2 separate regions of the Hordeum vulgare genome follow, and region 2 is linked to region 1. Evidence: chromatin contacts called from public Hi-C data. All regions are on one chromosome and are shown on one strand. The core of a region is the stretch at or near the end of the contact, and the rest is flanking DNA. Distances in the headings are between cores, read along the strand shown.

Region 1 (3,278 bases), core at 560-3,059:
TTCCTGCCCTTGCTTCAGCTGCTGATGTGTCAGTTATCCTAGTGAGCTGTAGAAAATAGTCAAATATCAATACGCTTTAGCTTAATACTCAGAATTTTTATATAAGCATGGAAAAGGGCAAAGAAATAACACATAGTTTTTTTTAAGAAATTATTTGTCCTTACTAAGCTACATCAGTCAACATTTATTCAACCATGCCGTGGTCTTGATGATTAGATAGAGTCAGGTGCAGCCACATAAACAGATCTCATGCATACGCCAAAACATGGCGGTCCCATGTGCTGCTTTCAATTCAGCAGGTGAATAATCAACACGGCTAAGACATAGGTCCTTTTTTTCTAGCAGAAAGCCATGTTTTATGCTCTTTGGTCTTAGCCAATTCAAAAAGAACTGAAACATCGCAGCATCTGCAACGCCTGGTAAAGTGGGGCATTGAAAACTATGCAGTGTGTGCCACTTGTGAAAACGACATTACGGAGAATGGTAAGCCAGATCATTATTGGCTGGAGATAAACACAAGTAGCACATTCGAGCTGCATGATTGGGCAATACTAATCTGCTCCACAAGCACCATTGACATCAAGTCCCCCCTCATCATGAATATTGAATTCAGCACCAAGAGACTAAGAGAGGAAATATCAGCACCACAAACTAGACACGGTCTAAAAGTAGCTTTTGCGCGCCCTTTTGAGTATAATCACTGGACTAAGGTTCCTCTCGCGACACACGCATGTTTTGAACGAGAAGATTGCGCGCCTCGCATAATATACTAGTTCTTTTTTAGAATATATGCTACGGTTGTTCTGTCGATGGCAAGTTATGTTTCTCTACTCTGTCGTAACATAACAAACTACTGCGGCTTTTAACTTATAGAATGGATAATTCTCGCCCGCAGGTAGAAGCGGTGAACACACCAGAAAGCTAAGCTGATACCACGGCATTAAGAAGTAAGAACCTCTCTCCGCGATCGGGTTTCAGGTTGAACCTAATTAATTGTGAGTGGAGCTTCAATCCATGCCCGTGGGTTTCTTTTTTTTTCTGTTTGGAAAGAGCCAGCCGCTACACTAACAAGGACAGGCAAGCCACTGATAAACTCCTGAACAACCTAAGCAAGATCACGCTCGACTTGGAATCGTACTATAAAGAGAAAGGAACCTCAGACAACCAATCAAATAATCGAATAGCCGAAAGCGGAACCGCGGATGTTGTGTGCGATCCGCGATTCGGAGAAAGCAAGCAGCGCAAGCCGCCCACCGCGGCACCAACCAATGAACCAAAGGAACGAGGTTACCGACCAGCGCGTACTCGTCGTCGTCGCCGTCGCCGCCCCCGCGGCCGTGCTGGAGCTCGCTTCCGGCCTCCGCGTCGACGTCGACGTCCACGTCCATCTCGCCGTCCGACGCGCCGCCGTCGTAGTCGTCCACCACGTGCCCCGCCGCAGCTTCCCGCACGCTGGCGGCCATGAACCAACCACCTGCGCGAAACACCGAACCAGCCGCTCAGATCAAACCCGCGCGGACGGAGGCGGAGAGACCCCGCGCCTCGGGGAGTCGGGGGGCGAAGCGAGCGGAGGGTCCGGAGCCGTACCTGTGCCGCGCTGTGTCTGCCGCGCGGGGCAGCGCCGGGCGCGTAGGGCAGGGACGGGCCGAGGAAGCGGGGAGGGGATGGGGATGGAGATGGAGAGGGAGGAGCTGCGTCGGCGGCGGGGCGGGGGGTGAGGATGGGGGTGGGGGTGGGGGTGGGGGAGGGGAGGAGACGTGTGGAGGGGAGGAGGGCAGCGCGGCTGGGCGTGGGCGGGCGGGCTGGCGCTCCCCTTTTTGTGCCGTGCGGCGAAGCGAGGCTCTAGACGGCAATGGGCTCGCTCGATCCGGGATTTGTTTGACAGCGACCCCGGGGGATGGATGCTGGGGGATCAGGCCGCCCGCGCTCTACGTACAGATACATACGTACATACTCCACGGGAGCCTCTAGAAGCCATACGATCGAGTAGGGATGAGCGCTAGTCGTCTTGTGATGATTGACCACACCCCGGTGCTGCCGCTTTTCTATCCGTTTCCGTCATGTGTTTTCTGCGAGGGCCGCACTAAACAAACCCAAACGCCGTTTTTCTCTAGGACAGGCAGGCAGGGGGTAGGAGCGGGCACGCAAGCGCTCCCCCTCCCCCCCCCCCCCCTTTGTGGACTGCATGTAATTGTTGGATTAATTATTAACTGCTGGTGTGTTTGGTTTGGTTTTAGCCAAAGTTTTACCCTGTTGACATGGAAGGAACACGCTAGCGCTCATCCGACTGATCGAGCTGCGCGCGTCGACCCTCTCCGTGACCGTTGGATCTGATTCTTTCATGGGACGGCGCGCGGCCATCTTCACCCTTTTGCAACTTACCCCATGTTGCGGAGCAAGGGAGCGCGGCATGGTGCTTCGTTGTAAAGGTTGCGGCTGACTAGACGATGGGTCGGACGAAACTGGTTGTGATTGGTAATTCGGTATGGCATTGTTTGTTTGATTATTGCGACACGTGATATGTCGTGAAGAAAGCAAGAGCGACGAGGTGCTCGCCGCAAAGGTTACAATTGACTCGACGGTGGGTCGAACGGAGCTGGTTGCGGTCGGTATGAAACGGTTCAAGCATTGACATTGTTTCTTGCAAAGCAAATGGCTATAACATGAGGCATGTTGCAAAGGTTGCGACTGACTAGGCAATAGAACGGGTTGTTAACTCACGCGCCATCCAACACGTTCGTCATCAAAATAGGTTACCTAGGCAAATGATTTTACTTATTTATTATTCGTGTGTTGATTGACATCAGCAAGTAAAAGAAAATAGTTACTAATATGCATTTGCGTTTTCAAGCTAAATTATGGGAAACTCTTCACATCAGCCGATGGGTTTAATGTGCGCGTCTGCCGGCTGCCGCGTTTGACACGTGTCGTCTTGAACCCATTTACGTGACTATGATCTTATTTACTATAACGAGATCCATACGCCTCTCTACCTGACTTCTCCTCTATCTCTCTTCACCTTTTTTGTAACATGATCTTTGTTGTAATTTTTTTGCAACAAAAGTCTTGTTGCGGGAATACAAAGAAGACGAAAAAAGCGTTGTTGCAAACTTTGCAACTATAACTTTTTTTTTGCGATGAGCAACTAGAACGTTTTGGTAGGAATACAAAAAAAAGATCGAAGATGCCCCTGTTGCAAAAAAGTAAAAATTGTAACAGGGCCCATGTTGCAATTTATTTTTCTGCAACACGGCATATGTTACAAAAAAATGCAACAC
Region 2 (3,215 bases), core at 699-3,198, 150 kb before region 1:
TGCTTGCTTCAACGGCAGTTTTGCAGAGTACCAGTGACGATGAGTTTGTACTCGGAGTAAAAGATGATGAGGAGAAAAACGGCCGATGTTTTCACACGCAGGTGGTTGTTTTGATGGGATTTTCTCCGGTCAAGGGTTTCTTCAGAGTGGGAACAAAGTACAGGCCGGCCTGCATCTCAAGATTTTCTTCTACTGCTTTGATGTTTTTCTCAGGGTAGCACTGGTAAATTTGTTCTTTCCCTGCGACTCTGACCAGGTAAAAACTGCACGCCGAAAGACCCACTCAACTGCGTATCTGAACATCGATCGATTTGTTCAAAGACAAGAACACATGGACAAACTCAGTCTCGAGATGTTAACAAAAGTTTAACAGCGTAAGATGGCAAAATACCTACCTTGTCCACAAAGACAAGATGGATACCCACTAGCTCCTACTTTCTTTCCGGCTTTCTTCAAGGACAAGTGTCTAAAGCTCTGAAACTTGTTTGGCTCCTAAAAAACGGCACATGATTAAACAAGCATTGAACAACTCACTGGCACGACAACAGGGCAATTCTTACGCATTGAGTGATCTTCATTTTTCACCAGCCGACCAAGAAATAATATTTACATGCATGCTTGATATAGGGTACTTGTCAGTGACATAGGAGAGGAGAGGAGAGGAGAGGAGAAACCAAGTTGATCAGCAAGAAGAGAACAGGGGAGGGGAGAAACACACGGAGCAGGAAGCTGATTTAGCTTCCGGCCAGTCCCCTCTCCCGTAATAATAAACTGGTTGATTAGTGGATTCTTCGCTGTCTGATCTTCGGATCCGGTCCAAGAGCAGCTAGCAGATCAACAGCAACGTTTCTCGAATTCGCAGAATCCAAGAACAAAAATTTTGATGTCCGGGGAAGGGAGGGAGGGAGGGAAGAGGAGGAGGAATCGATGGGGGTGGAGTGGAGGCTAGGCCTTGACGACGGCCATCATGCGCTTGAACTCCTCAAAGTTGACCATGCCGTCGCCGTCGCTGTCGACGAGGCGTATCATGTCGCGGCACTCGGCGGCGGCGGGGCGGCCGCGCAGGCCCAGCGACCCCAGCACGGTGCCCAGCTCCTCGGCGGAGATGAGCCCGTCCTTGTTGCCGTCGAACACGTCGAACGCCTCCTTGAGGTCCATCTCCTCCCCCTCCTCGTCCTCCTCCTCCTCCCCGGCGCCGGCGCCGGCGCCGGCGGAGGGAGGGAGCAGCGAGGCCTTGCGCTTCTTGGGGATGGAGTCGTAGAGCTCGCGGAACTCGTGGATGTCGATGAGGCCGTCGCTGTTGGCGTCGACGCGGGCCACCATGGCGGCGGCCTCGGCGGCGGACACGGCGATGCCCAGCCGCTTCAGCGACTCCTCCAGCTCCCCCGCCGTGATGAAGCCGTCGCCGTCGTGGTCGAACGTCGAGAACACGATCCCCAGGTCCGCCTCCCGGTCCGCCGGCGCCGGCCGCGCCTCCTCCACCGCCTTGCCGGCCTTCCCTCCCTCCTCCACCTTGCTGGCCTTCTTCTCCTGCTCGCCGCCGTCGCAGCACTTCTTGGCGCCGCGGGAGGAGGAGGCGAGGGAGAAGAGGGCGCAGAGGCCGCCGAGGAGGAAGAGCAGGAGCAGAGGCGCCATGAATGGACGCTAGCTGCTGGCTCTTTGCGGCTGCCGCTGTGCTGGCCTGCCTGCTGTGGAGGTGGTGGTGGGAGCGCGCGCGTTGGTTTGTCCGCGGGCGAGTGTGTGTGAATGTGAAGGCAGACGACGCGCAGCGGGTAATATATGAGGCGGGGGCGACGGCGACGACGACGGAGCGAGTAAAGAAGAGGGAGCAGCAGCAGAAGAAGAAGAAGAGTCGTGGAGTGGACGAGGGCAGCGGTTGGTTGGTTGGCTGGTTGGTTCAGTTGCTGCCCGATCGTGCGACCTGGTAGTAGTAGATCGTGGGTGGTTCAGATGATGCACGGGGCACGGAAAGTTCACACCTACATCCCCACAAAATACTTGTATTATTGTTCACTCCTTGCACCAATGAACAAGGACCCCTTTGATTCAAAGGATTTTTTTACGAGGGATTCAAAGGATGTCTAAAATAATTCTTTTCTGAATGCAGTACACACGCGAATGCTCACATAAGCACACGATACTCTAGTGAGCATCTCCGAGGTACCTATAGCAAATAAAACATTTTGAGATTGAGGAAGTCATCATAGACGCCTTCGTAATCGATGAAAACGTCACCTTTCGCTAAACTAACATCGCAACAAAAACTAAATGAATTCAAAAAAATACGAGCACCCGTGTCAAATCTAAGGCTTCATCTCTGATGGGTTGGTTTCATCTCATGTGACCTATTCAACTGATAGTTTGCACCTCTAAAGGAATTTTGAACCTTATGTTTGTGTAAAACAAATCATGAGGAATTTTGTTTCCATAACAACTTTTGATCTATTCATCAACTGATGGCAATATAGAGAACACTAAAAGCAAAAGAAATTACAACCAAATTCTTAGATCATCGGAGACGACAATAATCATTGGAGCGAGCCGAAGGCGCGCTACCGTCATCACTCCTTCCTCGCAAACCTTGTGATAATAGATGTTTGGAAAGTCATTGTGGTAAAGCACACATGACCCGTGCACTAGAATAACAACCATCGTCGATGAAAAGAAATATGGATAGAAAGGATCCAGCTTATAAACACACTAACACAAATGAACAAGGACTAAATCCATGGAGATCCACTCAAGACCAACACCGACCGATTCCCATAGGATCCCTGAAGACATACACACACACGCACGTGCGCGCGTGCACGCACGCACACGCACATGCTACTACGATGAGTCAACGACGCTCGATGCACCTTTTGGGGCAGGGCCTTATTACATCTCAAGGGAGACGTCGTCGCCTCGCCTTCGTGAGCACGATAGATACCATAATCAACCTAAAAGACACCTAAAACGGAGCAGGAGCCCTCTGACCAGCAAAGACCATGATCTATCGCGCCTACATGGCCCTAAGGCCACAAGAGATGAGTCAGACCAGCGTCGACGCCTGTGGGAGGCAGGAGGCCATTGTTGCTTGGAAGTCGCGTGTCTCAAGGAGGATGAAATAGAATGGAAGTAGTCAATGACCACTTATGAGGAGTGTTTGATTCATACGACCATAATTTATAGGAATTTATCGCTGGAATTCATTTGTACTACTAACATTTTCC

Evidence for each region. A called contact is a pair of places that touch in the nucleus more often than the background predicts.
Region 2: a Hi-C map of seedling shows a contact between it and region 1, with 2.8 times the contacts expected there. The contact joins the promoter of LOC123408588 here to the promoter of LOC123407811 in region 1. A contact is called at or near these places in 3 of 6 Hi-C or Micro-C datasets (leaf and seedling) and 1 of 1 datasets of contacts at active chromatin or transcription factors (embryo).

The regions. Positions count from the first base shown.
Region 1 is chr7H:50,293,980-50,297,257 of MorexV3_pseudomolecules_assembly, reverse strand. It overlaps LOC123407811, which reads right to left and starts at 1,809. Exons shown (of 10, transcript XM_045101038.1): 1 at 1,588-1,809; 2 at 1,296-1,474; 3 at 1-46. The coding sequence starts at 1,463.
Region 2 is chr7H:50,443,721-50,446,935 of MorexV3_pseudomolecules_assembly, reverse strand. It overlaps LOC123408588 (probable calcium-binding protein CML30), which reads right to left and starts at 1,948. Exons shown (of 1, transcript XM_045101663.1): 1 at 535-1,948. The coding sequence starts at 1,635. The coding sequence ends at 946.